Regions from separate parts of the Sus scrofa genome. Here region 2 is linked to region 1. Evidence: chromatin contacts called from public HiChIP or PLAC-seq data. All regions are on one chromosome and are shown on one strand. The core of a region is the stretch at or near the end of the contact, and the rest is flanking DNA. Distances in the headings are between cores, read along the strand shown. Region 1 overlaps ST6GAL1 (beta-galactoside alpha-2,6-sialyltransferase 1). Region 2 holds the start of ADIPOQ (adiponectin, C1Q and collagen domain containing).

Region 1 (4,363 bases), core at 809-3,308:
ACATTTGTTCTCCTCCTGGCTTTAAATCATCCATAAATGGGATCAGCAAGCCCTGTCTGTGTACTGCTCTGCATCCCGGGTTAGATAGACACTATCCTCCCAACAGACACAAATTAGTATTCTTTCACGATAGTTCTAGAAGCACTGCGTTTAAGCCCATCGAAACACCGTCTAGTCTACAGTTCCCATCTTGTTGATGAGAATATAAATCCTCAGGTACTGAGGATACAAATACATTCTTTGTCTGATAGAAAAGGTCTAAGTTAATTATCATCATAATCAACGTAGTTTCTCTATGCTTTGGTATCACACAAAAATGTCTGGCCATTGAGGGGATACTTGGGCTGGTCTTTAAAATATAGGTTGTTTAGAATGTGTACATGTATGTGAAACTGGGTCACCATGCTGTACAGTAGAAAAAAAAATTGTATTGGGGAAATAACTATTAAAAAAAAGAATAACAATTAAAAAATAAAATAAAATATAGGTTGTGGGCTAATACCTGAGTTTCCTTGTGAGACATCACAACGAGCCACTAAATTAAGGGGCAAGAGGCTGGGACCACCAACTGGGAAAGGTATTATCTTCCGAACTAAGACACTGTGGATAGATAAAAGCTATGGAGCTTTCCAATATAAGCCCCACATTGAAAGTGTCAGGTCATGGAACTATGTGTCTTCTGTCCCAGGGTGAGGAGAAGTGGCAGGGATGTAGTGATTTAATAATTACCTCAGGCATCAGCTGTCACTTATTGGGTACTCTAATGTGTGTGCATTTTGCAAAGGTCATCATAGTCAGTGCCTGGTGCTGATGGTTTGGAATTACCCCTTTTGAAAATTTAAATGTTTCTCTCTCCCTGGGTTTCTCCCGTTCTCTACAAGATGTTGAAGACCGCCAACAGCATTTGACCAAAATACTTGCACATTTTTTTAGGGCCCCAGTAATTCACTCTAACTATCCCTTTGATGAGTAAACATTTCTCAAGATTTCCCTGAGAATAAAGACAGTGTGCTGGAGGTTAGGGACTCTGGCTGACTTCAAGTAGCTACATTTCTTAGATTCATCTCTCTCTAGCCCCAGGCTTCAGTCTTCTCTCTCCTTAGCTGGCTGGGTGGCACTGGGTAGGCTACACTGAACACTGATACACTGCCCTTGACATAATGAGGATGAGGATACTGTGACAAGCGCCCGGCATTATTCCAGGCACATAGGCTAGTTCATAAATAGTAAGGAGGCTTTCTTTCATTCTTCCCATGCAGGCTGCCAATGTCTTTTCAGAAAATGTAGGAGTAAAATAGGAGTCCAGTTGTTCTGTCTTCTCCCTGGACATCTGTGAACTTTGTGTCATTTGCCACCATCAGGGAATGTAAACTGCTTTCTTTGCCCATCATTTTTTTAGAAAGGAAAAAGATAGGCTTTCGTTGATGCCTTTCGTAAATCATAGTTCCTTTGATTTCTTCCTTTCCTGACACTATTCTATTTATCAAATCCAAAGGAAACAAACTTAGATCATTTCAATCCATCATCTCCCAGAGGTGGTACAACTTGGTGTGAGATGGAGCTTGGTTTAATGCCAGGCTTGGACCGAGTCAAACAGTCTTTCTGCTTCCCTTGCCAACTCTTTTGTTCCCCATGTTCCCTGGATTTACCATTTGCTACAGTCTGAATGTTTGTGTCCCCTGCCAAATCATGTATTGAAATCCTAACCAGAACCGAAGGTGGGGCCTTTAGGACACGATTAGGCCATAAGGGTGGAGTCTTTAATGAATGGGGTTAGTGTTCTTATAAAAAAGACACAGAAGAGTGCCATCACCCCTTCTGCCACATGAGGACACTGCAAGAAGGTGCCAGCTGTGAACTAGGAAATGTGGCGTCACTAGAACACCACCGTGCTGGGGCCATGATCTCAGACTCCCCAGAACTGAGAATTGAATGTCTGCTGTTTATAAACAGTCTGAACAGACTAAGTCACCATCGTATCCCCTATGTCTACACAGGACACTTGGGTGACATGTCATTCTAGTCACTCAAGTGAGTCACCTGCAGATTTATCTCCCCAAAACATACCCATGGTGCAGTAAAGAGGAAACCAAAATAAAACCACATGCAGCTGCTCAAAACACTAAGGAGTGTGTCACGAGAAGGAGAGAAATGTCACTGGCCCACAGTCAGTGTTTCAGAAAGCAATCTCCTTACATCAGACATTCTTGTTATTTTGTTGTTATTGTCGGTATGGTGACCTGTCACTTAATTCTAGAGTGTTTTATATTGTATCCAAAAAATATCCACTGCAGACCCACTAGGTGCCAGGCATTCAGCTAGGGGCTTGGACTCAGTAGCAACTCTTTGGCAAGGACCAGAAATCACTTGCTCTATATCCGTTTGCCAGTCTGGAGGTTCTCAGCTTGCTTATGCTGTCCCTTCCCCACCTCTTCCAGTGTCACTTCCCCAGTCCTCCTCCCCCACCCACACTCCAAAGGTTGTTTTTGTACAGCTAAAAAAAAAAAACCCTTCAAGCAAATCACTTCCTCAAACAACTTAATCTCTCCTTCCTCACAGTAGGGCCTCTTGAGATGCTTATACTTCCCCACTTTCAACATGTTCTTCAAATAACTAGAGTCAGCCCATATCATTCCACTGAAATTGCATTTCTAATTGCAAAATCTGACTCCTCTCCAGCACCAAAGTTCAGTGAGGCCTCTCTGGTTCTTTTTCTTCAAACTCCCTTCCTCTAACAGGTATCCTCGCAGCGTCCCTCCTCCCTCCCCAACCCAGCCTCCTCTGGTGACCGGCATCCTGCCAGTCTTGAAATGCCCACATCCCCAGTGGTCCAGTCTCAGCCCCTCCAGTTCCCCTCACTCTGTACTCCCTTATACAAGAGGAGTCCTGCATCCATGGGCACCTCCTCCACACTCTAGGCCATGTGGGTTTTTTTTCTGTTTTATTTTTTTTTCAACCAGACACCTGTATGGAAACTTTACACCCTATATTTACACATTTTTAAAATTTATTAACCACTAAATTAGGTGCCCAGCATAATTCTTAGGGCTTAAGCAGATAAAGATTGCTGCCCCCAGAGCTTTTCGTTCTAGCAGAATGAGACACAGAAAACCATAAATGTAATAAGCAAATTATGTAGTATCTTAGGGGATGTTAAGTGCTATAGGAAACGAAGCAGAGCATGAGAAGAGGAGAACCAGAAATGCTGGGTTGAGGCAGGTCTCTGTTTTCAAAAGGGCAGAGAAGCCTCATTGAGAAGTGGACACTGAGCCAAGAATCAAAAGTGGCAAAGGAGTGGGCCCTACAATCTTTCAGGAAGGGCACTTAAGGCAGAGGAAGGTCCGTGCAAAGCGGGCAGGGCTGCACTGCTGTATACTGGCTGGAAGGAAAGGAGCAGGGGAGGGACAGAAAAAAGGGATCCTAGTGGAATGGAGGCAACGGGGTGGGGCCTTAAAGGTCAAGATAAGGACTTTGGGTTTTACTCTAGTAAAATGAGAAACCACTGCAAGAGTTTCAGCAGAGGAGCAACCTAATCTGATTCAATGTCGTCAGGATTGCCTGTGTGGATAGGAGAGAGGACAAGGGCAGAAGAAGGCAGACCATCAAGAGCTCACTGGCATGATCCTGGTGAGAGATGCCCTCAGCTTGGACCAGGGACCTGCAGCAGAGGTGGTAAGAAGGGGATATATTTCAGATGTGCTTCAGAAATCAAGCCTGATGTTTGCAGAACACCTGAAACCCTGTCGATCAACTATACTTCAATACAAAAGAGCAGTCAAAATAATAAGTCAAGGCTGATGGACTGCATGAGGCTGTGAGGGAAAAGTTCCAAGGATGATGCCAAGGTTTGGGATCCAAGCAACTGGAAGGATGGCACTGCTTTCAACAGAAGAGAAGAAGGTGAGGGAAATGCAGATTCGGGAAGAGAAGATGAGGAGTTCAGCTCTGGGTATCCTGAATTTGAGATTAGCCCACAAAGGGAGTTTAAACAGGCAGCTTGATAGGAAATTAAAGATGTCAGGAGGAAGGCCCAGGCTGGAGGTGTAAGTGTGGGGTTTATCAGCACCAAGGGCCCTTTGAAGGTTCTTGATCAGCTGACTAAGTTTTTCTACCCAACTACATGGATATTTACTCTGGAGCAAGAGTCCCTGGGTTTAAACCTGACAGTACCACTTCTCAGCTATGTGATCTCAACAACTACTCAACTGCACTGATGCGGTTTCCTCACCTGTAAAATGGAGAAAATAGTACCTACCTCTCAGGGTTACGATGAGGAAAAAATGAGGCAATTCATATTAATTACCCTGCACATGGAAATCAGCATTCAAAATACATTAATAACTGCAAACCTCTCCCTCAGCTT
Region 2 (4,363 bases), core at 747-3,246, 110 kb after region 1:
AGCAAGGCCAGGGATCAAACCCCAAACCTCACAGAGACAACATCGGGTCCTTAACCCACTGAGCCACAATGGGAAATCCTCATAGCCTTGCTTTTGACTCCACTAAATAGAAGAATCTGAGATTTCAAGAGACCAAGATGCCGGCTTAAGGTCATGAGACTCTTGGGTTGAATGAAATGACATGGCTGGTTTTTAAGGTCAAAAATGATAAAATATGGGCAATTTCACACGGTGCAATCTAATGATAAATGACAGAACCAGGAATCAACTAGGCTCTTCCCAAATCCTAGGAGCATTACCTGAACGCTTTCACTTGGCAGCCCCGCACCCAACACTCTCTCTCCACACACACACACACCTGTTCTCAAGGAACTGGTTAAGCAGAGCATCCCCCCACCACATTTTGGGTATCAGTGTCTCTCCTGATTGACAGCTTCTACCTCCTGACCTCAGCCAAGTGTCTGGGGCCACTGGTCTTCCAACTTGACAAGGAGTAGGGGAGCAGCCTGATCTCAGAGCCACCTTAGAAATGACAAGAAGCAAGTCTTGTGTCTCTTTACAACTCCTCAAGAATTAAGGGAGGGAGGCAGCAAGAACAGCCAGTTAAGCTGCATGGCTCCCTTTCCACTGCTCAGCTTCCAGAACAAAGCTGACACCCTCATGTTTCTTTGTGCATATTCTGCCAGTATCAAGGCCCCCCTATTCCCCAACCTTGTCAGGATGAGCCAACCTTACCCCAAATGGATGGAGTTACCAGGAGCGAGGTGGCTGCACCGCTTGCAACGCTTGATCTGAAAATCCAAAACCTCTCCAGGAGTTCCCATCATGGCTCAGTGGTTAACGAATCCAACTGGGAACCATGAGGTTGCAGGTTCGATCCCTGGCCTCGCTCAGCGGGTTAAGGATCCATCGTGGCTGTGAGCTGTGGTGTAGGTCACAGACGCGGCTCAGATCTGGTGGTGTTGTGTTGCAGGCCAGCAGCTACAGCTCTGATTAGACCCCTAGCCTGGTAACCTCCGTATGCCACCGGTGCGGCCCTAGAAAAGAAAAAAAAAAAAAAACGAAAAAGAAAAAAATTCTCCAGAGCAGGGACCCACATCTCCTGACACCCAAGGGCTGGCCTGATCTCTAAAATCCCTCCCACTCAGTCTCTGCATCTATGGCTGCAAACAACCAGGAGGCCACAAGTGCAATGCTCCCTGGGACAAGCAGGATTGGGCTTGGGAAAGGCGGGGCAGATCCAGTTGTTCTGTCAGAGGATGTCTGCTACAAAGAAAATGTTGCATGAGCTCCCTGTACATGGCAGGCCCTGTGCTCACTCTACTTCATTTGAACATCTCAGTCACCTTGTGTGGTACCTCCACATGGGTGCAGACATGCCCATGTTTACAGATACCCCCAAAGCTACAGATAATGACTGGGCCCCACCCATCTTTGTTTCTCACGAACCCTACCCAGAGTCTGGTCCGTTGAATCTGCTCAATAAACACTGCTGACTAGAATCCAGTGGTAGAGTTGAATTCCAAACTCAGTCTCCCCAGGCTGCATCTTCATGTGCTCCTTTCTCTGCCCTACCTGGTCAAGTGGAGAAGCAATTCATCCCCTGCTCCTCTTATCTAAATGGACTTTATCGCTGGACCATGCTTCCTGCTTCACTGACCCCAACATTTTCTTTAGTTAGCCATCTCACCACAGAGTGAATTGGGCAAAATTCAGGATGGTTCCAGGCATCCTGATCACAATGAACAATTCCCTTTTCTCTAGGAGCCGTGGGGAAATTAAGGAAGAAACCCAAGGCCAGTCTGCCTCCACCAGGGCTGCCCTGGCCAGGGTTTTGCCTATATCACCTCCCCACCCTGCCACGATGGGGAAAGCATGAGCACGCCCCAACCCCAGGTTCCCTTTCGGGACAGCCACCTTTACCTACAGCCTGGAATTCCAATCACTTGTCCTTACCCTCAGGTGTGGAATCAGAGCCACAGACTGCAGTCAGGATGGAAATGAGGAGAAGGTGGCCCAGCCTCTGCAGCCTGGTACTCATGGGGAAGGCAGTCCCCACCTCGAAATTGTTGCTTCCCATTGGCCAGCGTGCTGAGGCCCAGAGACCAGTGGGTGGGCTCACACCCCTGGCGGCTGCTTCAGGTCTCCACCCTGGGGAACCTGGTGCAACCCAGCTCCAGCTTGGGAAGCCAAGTGGGGCTTCAGTCACCACACTCACGTTTCCAGGCCTCGGCCCTTAGACTTGCCTCCTATAACAGGGACAGAAAATGGGGCCAAGGGTCAATACTAGAGGCAGGAAAACAATATATTTCCTTATGTAAAATTAATGGCCTGGTGGTCCAGGAGACCTCCCTCTCCCCAGAGATTTGCTCTAATAAGTCCAGGGAACCAATTACACCATCACACTCATTGTGCACGACAGGGAAAAGGAAATGAAATATAGCAAGAAATACAATGCATCCTTCACTTTCTGGCCTGAACTCCAGACTGGGGGAAGACTTTGCATGTTAATTTGGAGAACTGATGTGAGGAGATGTTTCTGAGGCAGTATAAGGCAGGGCCAGATTAAAACCATTGAAAGGCCCTGAATTCCAAAAGATGTTGGAGCCCTCCTTGTGTGGGATTCAAATTAAATATATCGGAAAAACATTTATTAAATAGAATATTAGAATATCGTCTTTCACTGTTTTTTGTTGCCAAAACTCTGGAGATGTTTTTGAAAACCAACTTTTTTTTTTTTTTTTTTTTTTTTTTGCCATTTCTTGGGCCGCTCCCGCGGCATATGGAGGTTCCCAGGCTAGGGGTCGAATCGGAGCTGTAGCTGCCGGTCTACACCAGAGCCATAGCAATGCTGGATCCGAGCTGCGTCTGCAACCTATACCACAGCTCATGGCAACGCCGGATCTGAAAACCAACTTTTTATATATGTGTGTGAAGTGCTCCTTTTTCCAATGTCTGATGCCTGGGCCTGATCCACCTACTGGTGAACGCTGCTCTGGGCTGGAAGTGGCCTGGAGGCCCGGCGGCTCTAACCCACATCATTGTCTCTAGAAGGCTTAGGCTTAAAGTGGCAACGTTCATCACCTTGGACTCTTTTTGACAACTCCACATTCCATTTTTGAACGGCAGCATCAGAGCCAGTTCCTGCAAGCCACAGATTCTGATGCATTAAATCATGACGCCAGCAAAGGCTCAGGACCCCAGCAACAACTTCTGCAAGGCATTCAGAAACAGAATTTCTCAGGCAGAGTCTGGACGAGCCTGCCCCTAAATACCACCTCTGCTGGCCACACAGAGCCTAAAAGTCTACCAGCAAAGTCAAGTCCAATCTAAAGCTTCGTCTCCTGCTAATATGCAAGTATGTCCAGAAAAGCCCAGTAGGACTTTGAGATTGGAGTCACGAGTCTCTTCTCAAGAGCCCACTGGCTCAGTGAAGCGACTTACGAAAATTAGGTTCTAGTTTATTAGATATGTTGCACTCAGGAGAAAACAGAAACTGTGACAATTCTTGGTTACGCCAGTGTTTTATTTTTACTATGGTATCGTATTTATTTGGGGTTTGTTCCACCATGTGTCTTTCCTTCCTCAAATGTAAACTTCATGAGAGCAAGTGCCTTGCCTGTTCAATGGTTTGTCCCCAAGCCCCTAGAATAAGATCTGGTATGAGATGGGCAGTGATAAATGCTGAATCAAAAATAAGAGAGTAATGGAACTCCACATTGGGAGTTAAGAACCTGACAAGTATCTGCGAGGCTACGGGTTTGACCCCTGGCCTTGCTCAGTGGGTTAAGGATTCGGCATTGCCACAATCTATTCTAAACTGAGGCATAGGTTGCAGGTGTGGCTCGGATCTGGTGTTGCTAGTTGCTGTGGCTGCAGCTCTGATTCAACCCCTAGCCCAGAAACTTCTATGTGCCAAAGATGTGGCCGTAACAAGAAAAATAAAATTAAAAAGAGAAAAGATATTTTTTAAAAAATGATAGTAATTGTATTTAAGCTTCCCATAGAGATAGCTATGACTGTCTCCTAGTTTACAAATCAAGAGTCTGGAGTTCAGTGAAGTTAAGTGACTAGTCCAGGGCACAGACCCAAGATTTGAACCCAGTCTGTCTGACTACAAAACCTGTATGCTTTCGAGTACCTTACATCCTTCACTTCTGCTGATGGACTATTAAACCCTAAGATTCATGCACCTCCTTCAGAGTAGCTTTGGGGTTGGCATAAAAATTGTTTTCTTCCGATCCTATGAGAACAGAGCTGGTTACAACAGCTTTAACTATTGCACAAGATGGAATGACTTTAGCCCCAAAATCACACTAAGACCATGCTGGTCTGGCTGTCAGCCAGTGATATTGTGAAAGTC

Evidence for each region. HiChIP or PLAC-seq counts read pairs in DNA pulled down with a chosen protein or histone mark.
Region 2: an H3K27ac HiChIP or PLAC-seq map of alveolar macrophages shows a contact between it and region 1. The contact joins the promoter of ADIPOQ here to the enhancer-like site in region 1. A contact is called at or near these places in 9 of 47 Hi-C or Micro-C datasets (alveolar macrophages, blood, embryonic fibroblasts and 2 more) and 1 of 2 datasets of contacts at active chromatin or transcription factors (alveolar macrophages).

The regions. Positions count from the first base shown.
Region 1 is chr13:124,746,311-124,750,673 of Sscrofa11.1, reverse strand. All of the region lies in intron 2 of ST6GAL1 (beta-galactoside alpha-2,6-sialyltransferase 1), which reads right to left. Among named protein-coding and RNA genes, the nearest start is that of ST6GAL1, 49 kb to the right of the region's middle. Within about 2 kb of position 2,058, at least 23 of the 83 cell types and tissues checked have an H3K27ac peak or open chromatin away from gene starts, as enhancers often do. A contact at or near this core is called in alveolar macrophages and liver, where this site is marked.
Region 2 is chr13:124,631,539-124,635,901 of Sscrofa11.1, reverse strand. ADIPOQ (adiponectin, C1Q and collagen domain containing) reads right to left here and starts at 1,996. Exons shown (of 4, transcript NM_214370.1): 1 at 1,957-1,996.